Linked DNA regions of Mus musculus: region 1 is linked to region 2. Evidence: chromatin contacts called from public Hi-C data. All regions are on one chromosome and are shown on one strand. Each heading gives the region's core, a stretch centred on a gene start, on an enhancer-like site or on the middle of the called end of the contact. The rest is flanking DNA. Distances are from core to core; before and after follow the strand shown. Region 1 overlaps Rab21 (RAB21, member RAS oncogene family). Region 2 holds the start of Tph2 (tryptophan hydroxylase 2).

Region 1 (4,985 bases), core at 91-2,590, 110 kb after region 2:
CCATGGGGGAGCATGACACTTACGATTCTGCTTCTTGAATAGAGACGTGCCTCTCCTTTTCCAAGTCTATTTTATTACCTAATGTGAAAAAAGGAAACACTATCTTTAATATTGATTTATTTTTAATAAAATCAGATAATCGTAAATATATAATTGTGACTAATTATTTGAAAAAAAAAAATAACAGTAATCCCCATCAGCCTTCCAAATGTCTCATCACAAAGATGAGAGCCGTTCACAGTCCCACCTCCTCCTGCACATGGGTCAGTGTGGCTATGACCTGAACTTTCAGCCTGACAGAGGCAAACAATCGCTCTTCCTCAGAGACCATAAGGCACAGCAGGGGCTAAGATTCATGAGAAAGAAGAGTCGGTTTTTTTGTTTGTTTGTTTGTTTTTATTAAAGTATATATACATGTTTTTTAAAATTCTTTATTTCCAATCAACTTAAAGCCAATCAATAATTAAGTATAAATATTGGTTTACTAAACTATAGTATGCTTCCATCTTGGGTTCTAAAATGAAACTCTTTTATTTGATAACATAAACTTTAAGTTTAAGTAAAAAATTTTAATGTGTGAATTTTTAAGTACTCCTCCACCATAGCGGCTTTAAGGATATTGTTGACAAACAATTTTAGTGCTGTTTTACCAGGTAATATATACATGCCATATAGATTTAAAGTTACTGAGAGTTTGCTTAGTTTTCCTTAAACAATGGATCTAAGCCAAGATTTTGTTGAAGAAAAAAAAAATCAAACAAACAAAACAACCAAGTAGAACCAAAATTTAGATACGAAAAAGAAAACAACACAAAAACAAAAAGGGTCTTATTTTAGAGCAGTGGACAGAAGCTGAACTGGCTGGATAGAGGGTGAAGGTCACAGAAACCACAAACAGATAAGAACAGGGGAGAAGCAATGTAAGAAAACACACTAGAAACAAATAGTTTCCTTTCTTCCGTTTTAACTCTCAGAATAAAATAAACTTTATAACGGAATAAACACAGCACCCAATGAGAGATGAAACATTTATCACTGAGAAGCCCAAGTGCAGAGGTCTCTACTGAAGACCTCGGATAATCTGAGTACTTAACTCTGAGCTGCAACAAATGCAAAAGGATGAGTGTGAGCAGGGGACACTAAAGTCAGTGTGGCCAGTGTGCGCCAAGCACGTCAGCAGAGACACTATGCTCTGAACAGAGCCACAACGCTACAAGAACCACAGTAATTTCACAGTCTACATTACAGTCTGTCAATAAAAACTCAATCCAATACATGTTATAGTCAGTACACTGGACGGTAATCAGAGAGCGAGCAAGCTGTCTTACTCTATAAATACAAGAAGCCACCTGGTGGCAGGTCTTCCACAAAACTTCATTGCGGGGCTGGGCTCAGTGGTTGGGAGAGCATACTGTGTTCTTCCAGAGGACACAGAGAATTCAGTTCTTGACCCATGTTGGTCAGCTCATAGCTAACTGTAACTCCAGCTCCAAGAAGAAAGGGCCTCAGACTTTCGTGGGAACGTGCACTCACATATACATACCCCTTCACACACATATAACTAAAAATAATAAAAATAAATCAAGCCAGATGTGGTGGCATATGCCTTTAATCCCAGAACCTGGATGGCAGAGGCAGGAGATCTCTGGGAGTTCCAGGCTAGGCAAAGCTCATAATGATCATCTTTTGCTTCTCTGTCTCTCTCTCACACACATTCACACATGCACATGTATTATGTATACAATATATATGTACGTACATTATATTAGAACATGGGAAAATGTGACCAACCAATACTTCTAAAAGGGAGATGAAGCTTTTATTAACTATCTCTATATAAAAGCAATGAGGTGACACGACTGTTAACTACACAAACCCTGAGCTGGGACACTGCATTTAGCACAATGATCCCTAGGACTCCAGCCCCCCTGGGAGTCTAGCATTGCACCTCATGATGAGCCGACAGCCCTCACTAGCTCACAACAGCTGTGGATTTTGGTCAGACAGTAACTCCTCTGGAGAGGTGGACAGCATGGAGAGGACCCCATCTATCAGAGTGCATGACTGGGAGGGCAAGAGCTAGGCACCGTTTTGAGAGAACCTGTCTGTGGATGAGCTACCTGGAGAACTTAATAATGAGAACCGCCACAGGACAGGGAGGCTCAACTTAATCTGCAGCAGCCTGGTGGCCGGAGAGCCCTGAAGGCAGTGTAGAGAGCAGAAGGACCAGATCCAACACTTTTTTTGGCCTTTCATATCTTTTTTTCCTTTTCATTACGTCTTTGGGAAAAATTTAATAATTTATCATGTGTATATACGTATGCCTGCATTAATTTATGTGCACAGTGTACAGTGTATGGAGGTGGCAGGTACCCATGGGGGTCAGGGGCTGGATCCTCTGAACTGCGCATCTGCAACAGTGCTCAAGTGCTCTCAACACTGAGCCATCTCTCCAGCTCCTCTCTTACTACATCACAAGCAGGATTTTCTTTTTTTTTTTTTTTAGGTTTTCCGAGACAGGGTTTCTCTGTGTAGCCCTGGCTGTCCTGGAACTCACTCTGTAGACCAGGCTGGCCTCAAACTCAGAAATCCTCCTGCCTCTGCCTCCCGAGTGCTGGGACTAAAGGCGTACGCCACCACGCCCGGTAGGATTTTCTACTATCATATTTCTAAAAGCTTTTCCTGTTTACTCCCCTCTACACATGACATCTGTTTTGGTTCATACATTATCATTATTGGCAATATTGCCCAACCCTCTCTGCTCCACACACACATCTACAGCTGTACTTCTGGCTTCATCTTACTGGAGGTTTGATTTTGGTGTTGGGTTTTGCCTTATAGAAAAACTAATGCTTTTACCTAGATAACAAATGACTATCATACATGCATGATGCACACGTGCAAGGGAAGGAGCGTGCTCCAGCACACGTGTGGAGGCCGGAGGACAGCTCTGCAGAGTTGGTTCTCTCGCCACTTAGACGGGTCCCCAGGGTTGCACTTCCACGGTGAGGACTTGTGTCTGCTGAGCCACTGATGGGCTGGCTCATTTGCACTCCCTTCGTACAGTAACTTACAGCTGTTTCACACTTTTTCATTATTGGAACTTTTCATGGTTCCTACCTTTCCTAACCTCTTGCTCTTTTCTCTTTCCTGACATTATATTTTTCTCCTTTTCCTTTTGCTTACACTAGCACACTCTTACATTAATTTTCTTATTTTCTGGTCTATGGTTACTGCTGAAATAGCAGTGGACTTTTATACATATTTTTATATCTTGTACAGTTTGATGCTGCAGTTATAACTGTTGGTTTGTCAAACGGTGGTTCTGGGATTACACCCTTACATCCAAGCCACTTAGAAAGATCCCAAAATATAATCACAGAAACAAAGGACAGTAAACGTAAACCAGTACTAATACTCACCAACTATACACAAACAGATCTCATTTCCCAACATTTTTCGTAATTCTTTGACCCAGTTTTTTACCTGTGTACACAACAGAGCAAACATGAAAACAGATCTTAGGGGAATTAGTTCCACAACACCTAACCCCGTGTTTATGTAAAAACACAACTCTAATTACAAGGTTTTATACATTTTTTTCATACATTCAAGCAAAGCTATTTGCCAGAACAAACATTGTGAAGTCCAGCACCTGGTATTAAGGCATTTGTAACAGAGTCACTTTGGACTTAGGAGGGTATGACCATAGTCATTTTGATCAAGCCTTAATTGATTCCTATGTTATAGCCTTTAGACTTCTATATTATGGCCTTTAGAAGAGGAAAAAAAAGTGTACATGACAAGATAAGATTTCATTCCTTAGTGTCTGACAAAAGTTTTCCCTTGGCACTACTGCCACAGTGTCTGGTACAGCCCTTTGATAGATGTGACTGGCTAGTGGAACGCCTGGCCTCCACCATCATTCTCTCATGATATCAGCTAAAGATGTCTACAGATTTCTGTCATCCCCTGGTGAGAACCTCAGGTAGAGGACAACTACAGTAGCAATGACAACTACAGTACACACACACACACACACACACACACACACACACACACATTAAGGAAGCAGCTCAGCTATGGACCAGCTGGACATAAGCTAGAATCAACAATACTAACCTTAAATAGTATAATGATGAAATCATAATCAGACAGCATGACAAAGAACAAGCCAGGACATCTGCTTTCAATTCTTACAGTAAAATTTAATATATATGCAATCACATCTCACAAAACCTATATACCCACCTTTAAAAAATACACATCTGTGAGTTGGAAAAAACCCACTACTAGGTGGTAAACATTTACTGTGCGTCTGTACCTATGACTGTGGCTATTCTCTACAAAATGCAGAGGAACCGTCTTTATAAATCTTTATAAAGGCAAAGATGACTATTATCATCTATAATAAAGCACAGGTTGCTATCGCATGAGACGTATATGAGAGAGTGGAAACGTGCATCTTCATCACCACAGCGTTTCTCCCACACAGATAACATAACCATCTGCCAATTCATGTCTTAAAGCACATTAATGTCACGGACCAAACCGCTCTCCATGGATATCCTAATCTCTGTCCTCGTGGATTTCAAGATGAGGTAAAGCTGGACCTTCATTCCCTTCCTTTACCAGGTGAAATCTTGGCTGGTGCTGTAACTCATTTGATCGAGAATATGTGACAGGAACAATGTGACAGAGGGAACACTATGCCTGCTCCAGACTCAAGGTTAACAGGCCTGTGGATTCTAATTTTATAGGAATCTAACATTCCTACAGAAAGCTTAGGCTACAGTGTGAAACCAGCAAGTGCATATGGACAAAGGGCCTGTGAACAAGAAGCAGGCTGGTTGAGCATTCCAGCCTCCATCCAATTCCCCCTTCAGTACAGCTCCGAGCGACTCTGACACCATGACAAAGAGCAGAGGACCTGCTGGCCAAGCCCCAGAACCATGAGAAGTAGTAAGTTACTGTGCTTAGCCAGC
Region 2 (4,757 bases), core at 256-2,755:
CATTAAGATAACCTCCCTCACCGAGTTTATATATAATAGGAATAGATATTTTATTATTTATGAGTTGAGGGAGAGAAGGAGTTTATGCTGGCACTGGTACTTGACAGTATATTTAGCCATTAGAAGCTCAAATGTCTTCCTATTCCCAACATCTGCTCCCCCCTCTCCAGGTAATGCCTGTGTCTCATATGTCTAAGGTGCATTTTTATGGGAAAGTGTCATACATTAACCATAACTGAAGGGCTTCGTGGTTTTCTTCTTGCCGTTTATTACAGCTTCGGAATTCCTCAATGTAACACCTCATACAAATATTCATGATACTTGAGTATTAGAAAAGCTATTTTACATTTTGGCCTCATTTTCGCAAATCGACTTAAATAGTGCTAAGAAAGTTGCTGTGACTGTTTTTCAGCGTTTGTGGGTAATAAATAGAATGGACATACTTGGAGCTATGGCATTAACCCAATTTTTCTCTGACGAGCTGAATTTGCAATTGGTTGATAAACAGGAAGGACAACGGTGAAGCATCCCTTAAAATTTTAATGACAGAACCTTGGATGTGTATTTTATTGCATGTTAGCAAATCAAACCACTGTGTTTATTAAAGCTCATAACTGTTGGTCAAATTAAGACCTAAACCTTTGCAAGAACTGTAACTCTTCAAATACCATTCTTTAATGTTAGTATTTTAAACACACACACACACACACACACACACACACACACACATCTTGTAAATATTGAAGCAAACAGAATGCTTCCTTAACTCTTCCATCAATTAAGCTTTAAAGGGAGAGTAATGTGGCATGCAGGGAAACCTTTGAAGGGCCCTGGTTCCTCTTTTATTCCAAAACCTGCACTTAATCTCAAGAATACACATATTAGCTCTGTAGGGCATAGGAGACAATATTGCCTTGTAGAAACCAGAGAGATGTATTTAATTCTTTCTCCCAAATCTTCCTTATCAGCCTTTCAAGTTCTATACTTTGAAGGAGGAGTGAATTTAGCACATTGGTTCACATAATCTTTCATTCTTCACGATAGGGAACTTCACTTTCTATTTGAGGAGAGTTTATCTCCCAGCAACTCGCCCAGCTGCTTGTACTTTGTGGAGAGCTGAGGCAGACAGAAAGGAGGCAGTAAGACAAGACGACTGAGGAAAAGGGAGTTGAACTTCATGCTTACTCTACAGCAGGTGTCCATATGGTGAGGTTAAGACCATTGATGCCCTAGAGAACACCGGAGACTGCCAGATACTCGATACTCACTGTTAAGCTGCCAAGTAGCTGATGATCTTCTGGCACAGCAGAATCCAAGGACAACCCTCTCCTGGCCCAGTATTTACTGGAAAACATCATCATTGCGGGCTGCATGGCTCCCGATGTAATTTTCTTTCTCAGCAGCAGGGGGGACCAGAGGGGCGGCCTTGGCAGAGATGAAGGAGGAACTGCAGTGGCAGCTGCCTGCTCGGGGCGCTGTCCAGAACCCTGGTGCTGAAGAGCAGTGCGCTTCCTCCCCTCCCCGTGTTCCTTTATATGAGTGACTGAGGACTGATGGAAAGCTGATTAGAAAAAACTCATTTCTGGTTGCTGATGGCCACAGTCAGATTACACGTCTGAAGCTTGGGGTTATCTGTGCTCCTGATGAGATTTGTTTGTTTCGTAGGTCGAGTAGCTCTTTGGGAAGAGATGGAGGGGAACAATACATCAGGGTTATTATTTTTTTTTCTTGCAACAAAACAGCCGTCGTCTAATTTTGAATCTCAAGTCTGCTATTGGAAGGTTACCCTCCGTCTTTAAGTAACTATGAATTTAAGTGCTTTGTATTTTATAAAAGTAAAAAAATAACTTAAGAAAGGCTTTTCTGCTGGCATGACGTTACATTATGCAAATTTTACCTGTGTGTGTGTGTGTGTGTGTGTGTGTGTGTGTGTGTGTGTGTGTGTGACGGCTTTCATAAGAAGTCTGCTTCCAAAACCCATGGTGTTTCCATGTAGAAGGATATTCAGGCTTTTGAAATTCGAGGCTTGAACTTAGCTCAGATGCTAACCTTCTAGAATGTTCTTCATTAAGTAAGAAATATATGGAAATGAAATGCCCATAGGCCCATCATTCCTTTGATACTCTTCTGATACAATTTTATTGCTCTCCATCTATGACCTGATCAGACCCAGCAATTTGACAGGCATAGACAAGATTATATTTGTACTTTTCCAACTTTAGAAAGCCACAGGAAAGCTTGACAATCCTTTGAAGAATGGAAAATTCTTAAGCAAGAGCACATGTTTAACTGAAGAACTAACCAAAATCTGGGACCTATACAGTTTGATTATGTAGAAAGCAGAATGAAGGTTCTTCAAAGCAAGACTGTATATGTTAACATTGGTTGGATTTTAATTGTTTCTGGAGACTTGAGGGTTTAGGATTTTTGTTTGATCCAACTCTGGAAATAATCATCCAGCTTACTTGTCCTCTGAAAACCAGCACTGAGCAGCTAATAGGAAAAGCAAGTGTTAATAAATGAACCGAAGTAATTATGAAAAATGATGGTTGACAATGCTAATTCTGGACACTTTCTATGCATGTTTGTATGTCAGAACAGTCATCATAACAACACTCACAAAGAGTTACTGATTGTGTGTGTGTGTGTGTGTGTGTGTGTGTGTGTGTGTGTGTGTGTGTATGCATGTGTGTGTATATATGTGTGTATGTATACTAAGGCACAAAAGCTGTAGGTAAATTAACAAAGGTTCACGTGCTCACACAAATAAAGAATGTTCAAAGTAGGATTTTAATTCAGGCAATTTTGGCTTTCTCTACCATTACACTGTACAATCTCCCCAAGTACTCCAAATAAGGAGAAGGGTGTGAAGAAAAGTGGACTCAACGGATCACAGACTATAGAGCTATACATAAGAACAGATGTATAACTCAAAAACTTTTTGTTGAGCTCTGAGTTTATATTAAGCATTGGGAACTGAATCCTGAGGATGCAAAGAAGTGTCCAACACAGCACTGACCCACAGAGATCACAGTCCATCTGAGAGAATCAAGCTGTGCAATAACCAAGTAGAACAAAGAGTGTCAACCTCTCTGCAGAAGACACAAAAAGCACAAGACACAGAGTGGTCAGTACTACATATGCTATGGAGTCCTAAGACTCTTGAGGGAGTTATTTGAACTGAATTTTTTAAAAGTGATTTTGGCAGTGTCATAGGTAATGGAAAACAGCAAGGGGATGGTCTAAAATATAGGGAACAACATAACAAAATGTGTAGGAAACCATTATTGTTCGAAAATGGTGTAATCTAGATGTAGGGAAAGGATGACAAATTTAAAAGAGAAGCACCATCTAGCGTATGACAAGATTTCCATGATGCTGCACAGCCTGGCACTTTATCACCTCTTCATGTAACTGAAAGTTGATTGGAAAGGCTTTCTACAGTGCAGTCATGTAAACATAGTAGCATTTTAGAACACTAGTACCTTGGAAGAGGACTTCAAGATGGAAGATAGAAAGTTGGACTTAAAATATCCTGCCCAGAATACAACAGCCTGGTTTAAGACGGTAGATTAACAATACAAAGAAAGAAACCAGAAATGTGAAGTGGTAAAAGTCCAGAGGCTATTGTCCCTGATGAGCATGGGAACTGGTGAAAGAATGCTGTAACTGTACATCAGTGGACCACTCAGCTCTCACCAGGGAAGCTTCTTGGAGTAGATGCTAATTAAGACAGAGACCGGCAATGGACAATGAGCAGAGAATGAGGGACTCTGGAACAGTCATCACTAAATGAAATGGCTTTATCAAACATTTTCCTTCAAGGTATCAATGCTGAGAAAGCAGGAAGAGTGTCTGAGCTACAGGTGGGGGATGTCTCCAAGGACTTTTATCCAAGCACTGCAAGTCCACTGCACATATAAACTCACAGAGACTGCGAAAGCATGCACAAATCCAAACCAGACAAACATTTCAGACCAGTGAGAGGAAATGGACACAAAGTCCTATCCCTAGCCAAGAAGCTATTTGCAAGTGATACTTTCTAAGAAAGGAAAAATCTGTTTACATCATTGGGTACATCAATCATACTTTAGGGCAGGCTCCATGCCCAGAAGCAGTTGGCCAACATAAAATGAACTCCCTGTGTGTGTGTGTGTGTGTGTGTGTGTGTGTGTGTGTGTGTGTGTGTGTGTCTGTGTGGGTGTGTGTCTGTGTGGGTGTGTCTGTGTGCTTTTTATTTAGTTTTGGTATTTTTTGTCCTAATGTTTTTATATCATTTGTTCTGATCTTTATTTTTTGTTTTGCTCTCTTTTTGTTTTCAGTTTGGGGTATGTTTTTGAGGAAGAGTGAGAGGAAGAGAAGATAAAATAGGGTAGATGAGGAAGTGGTAAGGACATGCGAGGAATTGGGAAAGGAGAAAAATATGAACAAAATAAATTATATAAGAATACTATATAAAATGCTTTAAATAATGTTAAAGTTAATTTAAGGCATTTAATGAGTCTATTCAATACTGTAACCACTTTTGTTCACTTAAAAAATATGGAAAAACATAAAAGGCCTCCTTTTCTTTTTGAGGCATACAAAAATAATATAAGTTCACAAGTATCAGCAACAAAAACTAGAAGCTTAACGGGATATAAAAGAATGATCAAAGACTTTGCAGACATAAGAAAGCCGAGTTATCAATAAAGTTGCTGAGAAGCAATTTATACTCGAGGATCCCCTAAATGCTCCATATCTCTGGTTTGATGAGT

The links. A called contact is a pair of places that touch in the nucleus more often than the background predicts.
Region 1: a contact with region 2 is called in a Hi-C map of nephron progenitors, with 1.9 times the contacts expected there. The contact joins the enhancer-like site here to the promoter of Tph2 in region 2. A contact is called at or near these places in 6 of 39 promoter capture datasets (the HPC-7 cell line, cranial neural crest, embryonic stem cells and 3 more), 23 of 484 Hi-C or Micro-C datasets (the G1E-ER4 cell line, the HPC-7 cell line, embryonic fibroblasts and 5 more), 4 of 115 datasets of contacts at active chromatin or transcription factors (all in embryonic stem cells) and 3 of 9 other capture datasets (adipose tissue, embryonic stem cells and pancreatic islet).

Annotation. Positions count from the first base shown.
Region 1 is chr10:115,295,406-115,300,390 of GRCm38.p6, forward strand. Rab21 (RAB21, member RAS oncogene family) reads right to left here. Exons shown (of 7, transcript NM_024454.1): 4 at 3,423-3,486; 5 at 24-78. Among named protein-coding and RNA genes, the nearest start is that of Rab21, 18 kb to the right of the region's middle. Within about 2 kb of position 1,341, at least 13 of the 459 cell types and tissues checked have an H3K27ac peak or open chromatin away from gene starts, as enhancers often do.
Region 2 is chr10:115,183,517-115,188,273 of GRCm38.p6, forward strand. Tph2 (tryptophan hydroxylase 2) reads right to left here and starts at 1,506. Exons shown (of 11, transcript NM_173391.3): 1 at 1,269-1,506. The coding sequence starts at 1,373.